Regions from separate parts of the Gossypium hirsutum genome. Here region 2 is linked to region 1. A link is a contact called in public Hi-C data. All regions are on one chromosome and are shown on one strand. Each heading gives the region's core, a stretch centred on a gene start, on an enhancer-like site or on the middle of the called end of the contact. The rest is flanking DNA. Distances are from core to core; before and after follow the strand shown.

What was found. A called contact is a pair of places that touch in the nucleus more often than the background predicts.
Region 2: a Hi-C map of leaf shows a contact between it and region 1, with 2.0 times the contacts expected there. The contact joins the enhancer-like site here to the promoter of LOC107926595 in region 1. A contact is called at or near these places in 9 of 34 Hi-C or Micro-C datasets (anther, callus, hypocotyl and 1 more).

The regions. Positions count from the first base shown.
Region 1 is chrA07:8,241,146-8,244,674 of Gossypium_hirsutum_v2.1, reverse strand. LOC107926595 (protein DSS1 HOMOLOG ON CHROMOSOME V) reads left to right here and starts at 1,844. Exons shown (of 3, transcript XM_016857490.2): 1 at 1,844-2,070; 2 at 2,199-2,301. The coding sequence starts at 2,208.
Region 2 is chrA07:8,351,857-8,355,385 of Gossypium_hirsutum_v2.1, reverse strand. It overlaps LOC107926603 (annexin D5), which reads left to right. Exons shown (of 6, transcript XM_016857497.2): 6 at 382-917. The coding sequence ends at 585. Among protein-coding and RNA genes, the nearest start is that of LOC107926603, 11 kb to the left of the region's middle. Within about 2 kb of position 1,830, at least 5 of the 9 cell types and tissues checked have an H3K27ac peak or open chromatin away from gene starts, as enhancers often do.

The DNA.
Region 1 (3,529 bases), core at 595-3,094:
GTCGTCACAACCTCCAAAATTCAAGTTGCAACTTTGAAGTAAGTTTGGTTACCTTCACTCATTGTGGCCTGCTGCCACAACTTTCTCTTCCAACCATCAAAACACTCGTTTAGTCATCACAACCTCCAAAATTCAAGATGCAATTTTGAAGTTAGTTTGATTATAGACTTAGAATGTTGCAACTTGCTCCATAACATGGCCTTGTTTTGAAAAAAGAAGAAAAAAATATGAAAATTCTTTTGTATTTTGGAAACGTAAATTTACAGAAAATTCAAGGCTACCATAGATGAACTTTTTGCAATTTCTCCAATTACCCAAAGTTGAAAAATACATAATAATCTCAAAATTTATTAGTCATCATAAAATCAACCAGAAAAAAATCCGACCCTCATTGAGATGATAGAGGCAAGCAACCTATCAGAGGGATAATTGGTGTGCTTGTTGGGGGCAAGCATGTAGAATGGGTAGCCTCCAATTTCAGGCGAAAGGCTTACCTTAGGAGTGTAATGTTAGGGGCCGCCCCAGTGAAAAAGCCCAGGACTTCTCCATGACAGTTTTAGTTTTCGGAATTTGATGAAAGGGACGTCTTTGATGTTAAAGGAGACAGTCTTCTTATGGTTTTTGCCACCATCTTCTCATTTCAAGTAAAGATGATCTTGATCAACACAGGTAGCTCTGTGAATATTCTTATCGTCAAGGTTTTCAATCAAAAAGAAAACTTTAATATAATAATAAAGAAATATATTTTTAATTAAAAATGATAGGTATCGTTACGAATCTTGCATAAGGATTTATTTAGTCCTCAAATTTTATAAAAAAATTATTTTAGATATCCATTTAATTTTTCACATTTTTTAACTCTTAAATTTATATTTTTTGTCAAATCACCCTAAAATGAATGGAAAAATTAACAAACATAACTTTGTTCATGTGGATATACACGTGGATTGCCACGTAAATGTCACATATAATTAATTATTTTTAAAAAATTTAAAAAATATAAAAATTAATTTAAATTATTTAATTTTTTAAAAAAATTTAAAAAATTAATTAATTGTTAATGTGGCATCTGCATGGTAGTCCACATGTATGTCCACATCAGCAAAACTAACCTTTTTTAGCTATTCCATCTATTTTGGGGTGATTTAATAAAAAGAGCGCATGTTCAAAGGTTAAAAAGACGAAAAATTAAATGGGGTGCTAAAATAATTTCTTTTTTGTAAAAGTTGAGGGCTAAATAGATCATTATGTCAAAAATCTTTAATAATCAAAGTGAGAAAAACCATATACTTTAAATAGAATGCTCATAGATTGGGTCGAGCTGAGTCCATGCAATGTATCTAGACTAATTGTCTAAGCTTAAACTCAACTCGACTTGAAAAATAGGCTTATTTTTTTACCAAGCCCAACTTAATTTAAGAAAGGTAAACTTGAGCGAGTTCATATTTGATTTCTTTAAAAATTAGTTTTTATTTAAAAATAAATTTTTAGAAAATATAATATACTAAATGTACTAAAAAAGGCTAAAATAAAAGTTTTCTAATACAGTAAAAAGTATTTATATTAAAAATATTACCATAAATATAATAAATATTTTATTGTATTAAATATAAATTTTATATTTTGTATCTTGGGTTATTTAGTTAGATTTTTTTTTAATTTTAGATAATTAATTTAATTATTATTGAGTTAATAATTTAATATAAATATATCTAATTATTATTTAATATAAATAAATAATATAATTATTTTTCTAACCTAATGTTGGAGCCGAAAATTTTATTCAATATCTAACCCGTATAAAAGGGCGAGCTTTCAATTTTACTGAACTCATTTATGAGGCTTCATATTTTTGCCTACAGCATTTCATTTTCTAAACGGGCCATCGGAATGAGCAGCTCTACTTTAAGAACTGAAGTACGTATTGAAACAAAATTAAGTGCGCAACCCTAAAATAGTCATTTTGCGCGTTGCTTTCTCCTTATATTTGGGCTTCCTCTGGACTACGCTTTTCAGTGTACGAAAACCCCTCCTCAAGAAATATTCAGAGTCTCTGTGCAATTACAACTCGTAAGTTAACTAATAATTCCTTTTCAATATTTTTAATTTTCTAATATAAATTTTCTTTTATTTTAATTCCCCAGTTGCTGCCTTCACAAAATTAGGGTTTTGTGTTAATATTATTTCTCTGTTTTCAGCTAGAAAAAATGGCAACGGAACAACCAAAATCGGCAACCGAAGACGTGAAGATTGATTTGTTTGAAGATGATGATGAGTTTGAAGAATTTGAGATTGATGAAGGTAATTGTTTTTACCTTATTTAAAAAAAAAAGGAAAAATTCGTGGAGGCTAGGGTTTAATTTTGGGTATACTAACTGATCAAAAATTATGAAAAAGGTTATGCCGATTATCTTGATTTTTTCACTTTCTTCTATAGTTTTCTTAATGTTGAATTATAAACTTATATGAGCTGTTCAATTTATTGAACTTCTACGCTTCTGGTTGTATCTAGATTGGAATTTATATTTGAATTAGAGAGGGAGTCTGTATTGAGGCGATACTTGTTGGAGTCCAAGAGGCCATTGGCTTTTATGGCAGATAGTCTTTGAAAAATGTGAATCTAATGTAGTCATTGCCTGGTTGCTGATTTGGTTGCGAACCCCTTTATATATTTGTTTTTTTGTGTCCTAGACTTTGTTTCTCTTTATATATGATACTTATAAGCTGCCTAAATTCATTTTGCTGGTTACTAGGATCATTGGAGTGCTTTTTTGTGCAATTAAAACTCCCACTTTTATATCTGGATAACCATAATATACTAGGTCTAGCTTGAAATATTGTTATAAATTCTTGTTGAAAACGTACACAACTTGATTCTTGATTCATCAAACTCTTGTTGGAGTCAGAATAAGAGCTTCTCTTAGCGTCTTGCAGAATTTTGACGCTCATAATTTTCTGACCTAGCCCCCAAGCTGAACTGACCCGTTTTCACCTTAATGACCATGTTAGTATTTGCAATTCACAAAATTTTGACATCATCTTATACCCATTTTATCCTTCCATGAGCCTGACTTTCAAAATTGCTAATTATAGAATTATATTTACTTTCTCCAATTAGGTATAAAAATAAAACATTGGATTTCAAGAGTTTTCCCCGGCAGCAGATCACAAACAATCTTTAGTATTCTTGAACTCCTAATCTCTGATGCAAGCAACTGATAACATGGTTGCATGCTGTTGGCTTAAAGAATGTTGTGATGATAATTAATGTTCATATTATAATTTAATTCCACGTAGTATACTTTTTGCTGCCCTAAGATCATTACTTGTTCTTCTGGGATGTATCATCTGTTTCTTTTCTGAATTACAGCTTGTTTCCTTTAAATAGTGGTACTTAGTTCACAAATTACTTGTTCCCTCTTGCTAGTCTCAGCTGATGGATCTGTGTTTGGTTTCAGTTTTTTTAGATAATTCGTAATGTATTTAATATGATATCTGAGAGAATTGCAATCTGAACTTTTCTGTTTTC
Region 2 (3,529 bases), core at 581-3,080, 110 kb before region 1:
TGCATTTTAAAAAAAAAAATCATATTCTTTCCTTTCATTTTTTAACTCTACTAAGCAATAGATGGAAAGAAAATTACTTTTTCTTTCAATTTTTCCATCTTTTCTATCAAGTATACCTATGGAATGAAAAAAAAAATTACATTTTCTTTCTACCCTTTCAATTTTCTTTCCACCCTACCAAGCAAAGTCTTAAGCTTATAATTTTTGTTTCCTATGTTGCAATTTGGTTATAGTGTTGGAATATTATCAATTTGCTTTAGTTGAATAGGTAAAACCTTGCAAGATGTTTCTTCTGGGGAACTGTAATGCTACCATTTATGTTCGATAACACTCATCATAATTGCATCGTTGTTGATCTTATCACTTTTTTCAATTATGCAGGTACTACATCAGGCAATGAAAGGTCTGGGAACCAATGACACTACAGTCATAAGAGTAATCGTGACGAGAACTGAGATCGATATGCACTACATAAAAGCCGAGTATATGAGGAAATACAAAAAGTCCTTAAACGATGCAGTTCACTCGGAAACATCGGGCCACTACCAGACTTTTCTTCTTTCTCTTTTGGGACCAAGCCATTAGTGTCAAGGTTGTGAATAATGGGTAGGATATACACGTGTAATGCAAGTAAAGCTTAAGTGAAAATGTTTGAGTGGATCCAGTTCTTTTCATTTAGTTTGATTGTATTTGTCTAATATTTGTGAAATGGCAAGTGATTGTTGTTTTTGTGTAGCGATGTCAGTCTCACCATGTAGGGTTGAGATTTTGTGTATTATTCTTCTGATAACTCTAATCACCATCGGTGTAGGATCTACCCATGAAATGTATATTTCATTCTTATGAAGTGTGAAATTGTATTGAATATTAATGGATTGAATGATAAAAAAAACAGTTGCCGTATAGGCCTTCCACTAGACTGCTGTTATTATCTATACACAGCTGTTATTATCTATAGATGATAAGAATAATTATATGTTATTATTATTATTATTATTTTTGGTGAAAGAAAAGAGAACAATACAAACTAAATCCTCAAAGGAGGGTTCACAAGCAGTCTAGACTCCTAGTATAAACAATACTGGCTAGGCTTTCTGCAATTAGATTACTTCCCTTGGGAACAAGATGAATTTTTCACTGCTCCATTTTTTTAAGCGTAAGATGAATTCTTCTAATAATGATAAAATTAAAGATTCCCGAATCATCTTCTATGATAACTTTAATGGCTTCAATACTATTAATTTAAATAAGTAATTTTGAAAACACCTATCCGCCATTAGATTCAACCCATTCAAAGCCCCCAGAGCTTTGTCTCCAAAACTGAACAATTATCCAAATATCTCGCGAACCTTATAATCTACTCACCTTTATGATCTCTTACGCAGCCTCCCGCAGCTACAAAGCCCTCTTCAATCTTAACCGAACCATTAGTGTTCAAACAAACCCAACTGTTGGGTATAGGCCAATTAGGTAGAGTGCGTCAAACTTCAAACTTTGAAATCGAGGAAACTGAGGAATATTGCTTAGCCCAACTATAGAAGATTTTAATAATTTCCTCAACACTCCACGAAATTCCTTGGAAAACAAACATGTTACGATTCTTCCAAATACACCACGCAATAATCCCAAAGAGACAGGGCCAATCAATTCCCCCATCGAAGAAGTCATCTGATTCTGCAAATTATTCGCCGTCCATTCAAGTAGAGATCCAGAGTAAAAACCAAAAAGAGTTTGCTGAGGAATGATTTTATCCCAAACGCCTCTGGTTGCAAGACAATCTCTGAGTATATGCATCAAATCCTTTAAAACATGCCCACAAATACCGTAAACGCCGTTACTCCCACAACCTCATCTTACTCTTTCAGCATTTGTAAGTAGCTTTTGCTTTAAGCCAAGCCAAATAAAGAAGTGGATCTGATGAGGACCTTTAAATTTTCAAGGTATCCTCCAAAACCAATTTTTGGAATTCAAAGTGCCTTCATGAACCTTCCCATATGCACCCTTAAGAGAGAAGGTGCCGGTCGAGGTGGCTCCCCATATGATACAGTCCAAACCTGATGAAGGATGTGGTGGAGGAACACTCACAATCCGATCAATGATTTCTTCTGGCACCCACAGTCTAAAAAGATCTAAGTTTCACGAGTCATTACCTGCAGTCAAATCACTAAGAGAACAATCCAAATTAAGGTTAGCAGGGGAGGGAATAAAGTTCAGTAAAGGACCACAGTTTGGGATATCCAAGAGTCCTGCCAGCCTTTGATACTCTTCCCATCACCAACCGACCAAACCAGATTTTCTCAAATGAGTGGCCACACCTTAGAAATGGACCTCCAAAGAAAGGAACACCGTCTTCTAGATAATTCCTTAGGCAGACCACTAAGAACTTTATATTTTGATTGAAGAACCTGAATCCAAAGGGCATTGGCATTAGAAACGATGTTAAAACCTATTTTAATCATGAAGGCAATATTATGATCTTCTAACTGTCTAAGGCCGAGCCTCCCATGAGCCTTAGGCTGACACACTGAATCCCAACTAATTAAGGCCATCTTATTATTTACTATTATAAAATGTTAGTTTAAATTAAAATAGATCTAACTTTGTTAAGGTTTATTGAGTCAAATATGAGTAGATAGAAACACCAAAAAATCTAAGATAATAATTTTCATCTTTTTTCATTCCTTTAAAATTAACCCTCAACATTACAAAAAAAAAATTACAAGGTTGTGTTATTCATTTATTGGGTTTCAAATCTTCAATCATCAGAATGGTTCCTTCAATGAAATTAGTTGTTTGTAATTTATTACTTGACAATGATGTTATATACTTGGGAGTAGTTGAGTGGTAAGTATTTTGAGTTTTAAATTATATATCATATTTTGCACGCCAAGACTTTATCTAATGAGAAATCTACTATCACTTTTAATACAAGTTATGAATTAAGCTCACCTCGTTCCCAGATTAAGTCTTTTCTCTCCAAACCATCCAACTAATAAAATAATTTAATACATAAAATATGTTCCTCACAATCAACTACATTCCTGCACTCTTTTACTCTCTCTTAATTATCACTTTTTACAACATATCTCAATAAAGCTGAAAAGGATCGTTCCCAATTACTTATCGGGAATAAAGCTAATCTTCTTTAATTGCATATTCCAATGCATTATCTATATTTTAATCTTTTTTTTATACATTTTTTTTAAAATTTAGAATTATGTTGAATTTTTAAAATTAAGATTAAATTAACAAATTAGATAAATATTAAAACCTAAATTTATTATCATACCTGATCATATTAATATTCTATTTGGTGATTAAATACATTTTAAAACTAAAACCATTAAAATATGAAATTTAATTGATGAAAGTGACTAGTTTAAATAAAATTTTACAAAATTGTAAGATTTCAAATTTGATGTTTTAGATTTTACAAAATTTTAATTTAATAAATGGTAAAATTGTATTTTAGTCCTCTTAAAAATAAATTTTTTTATTTAATCCTTTAAAAATTTTAAAAATATAAATT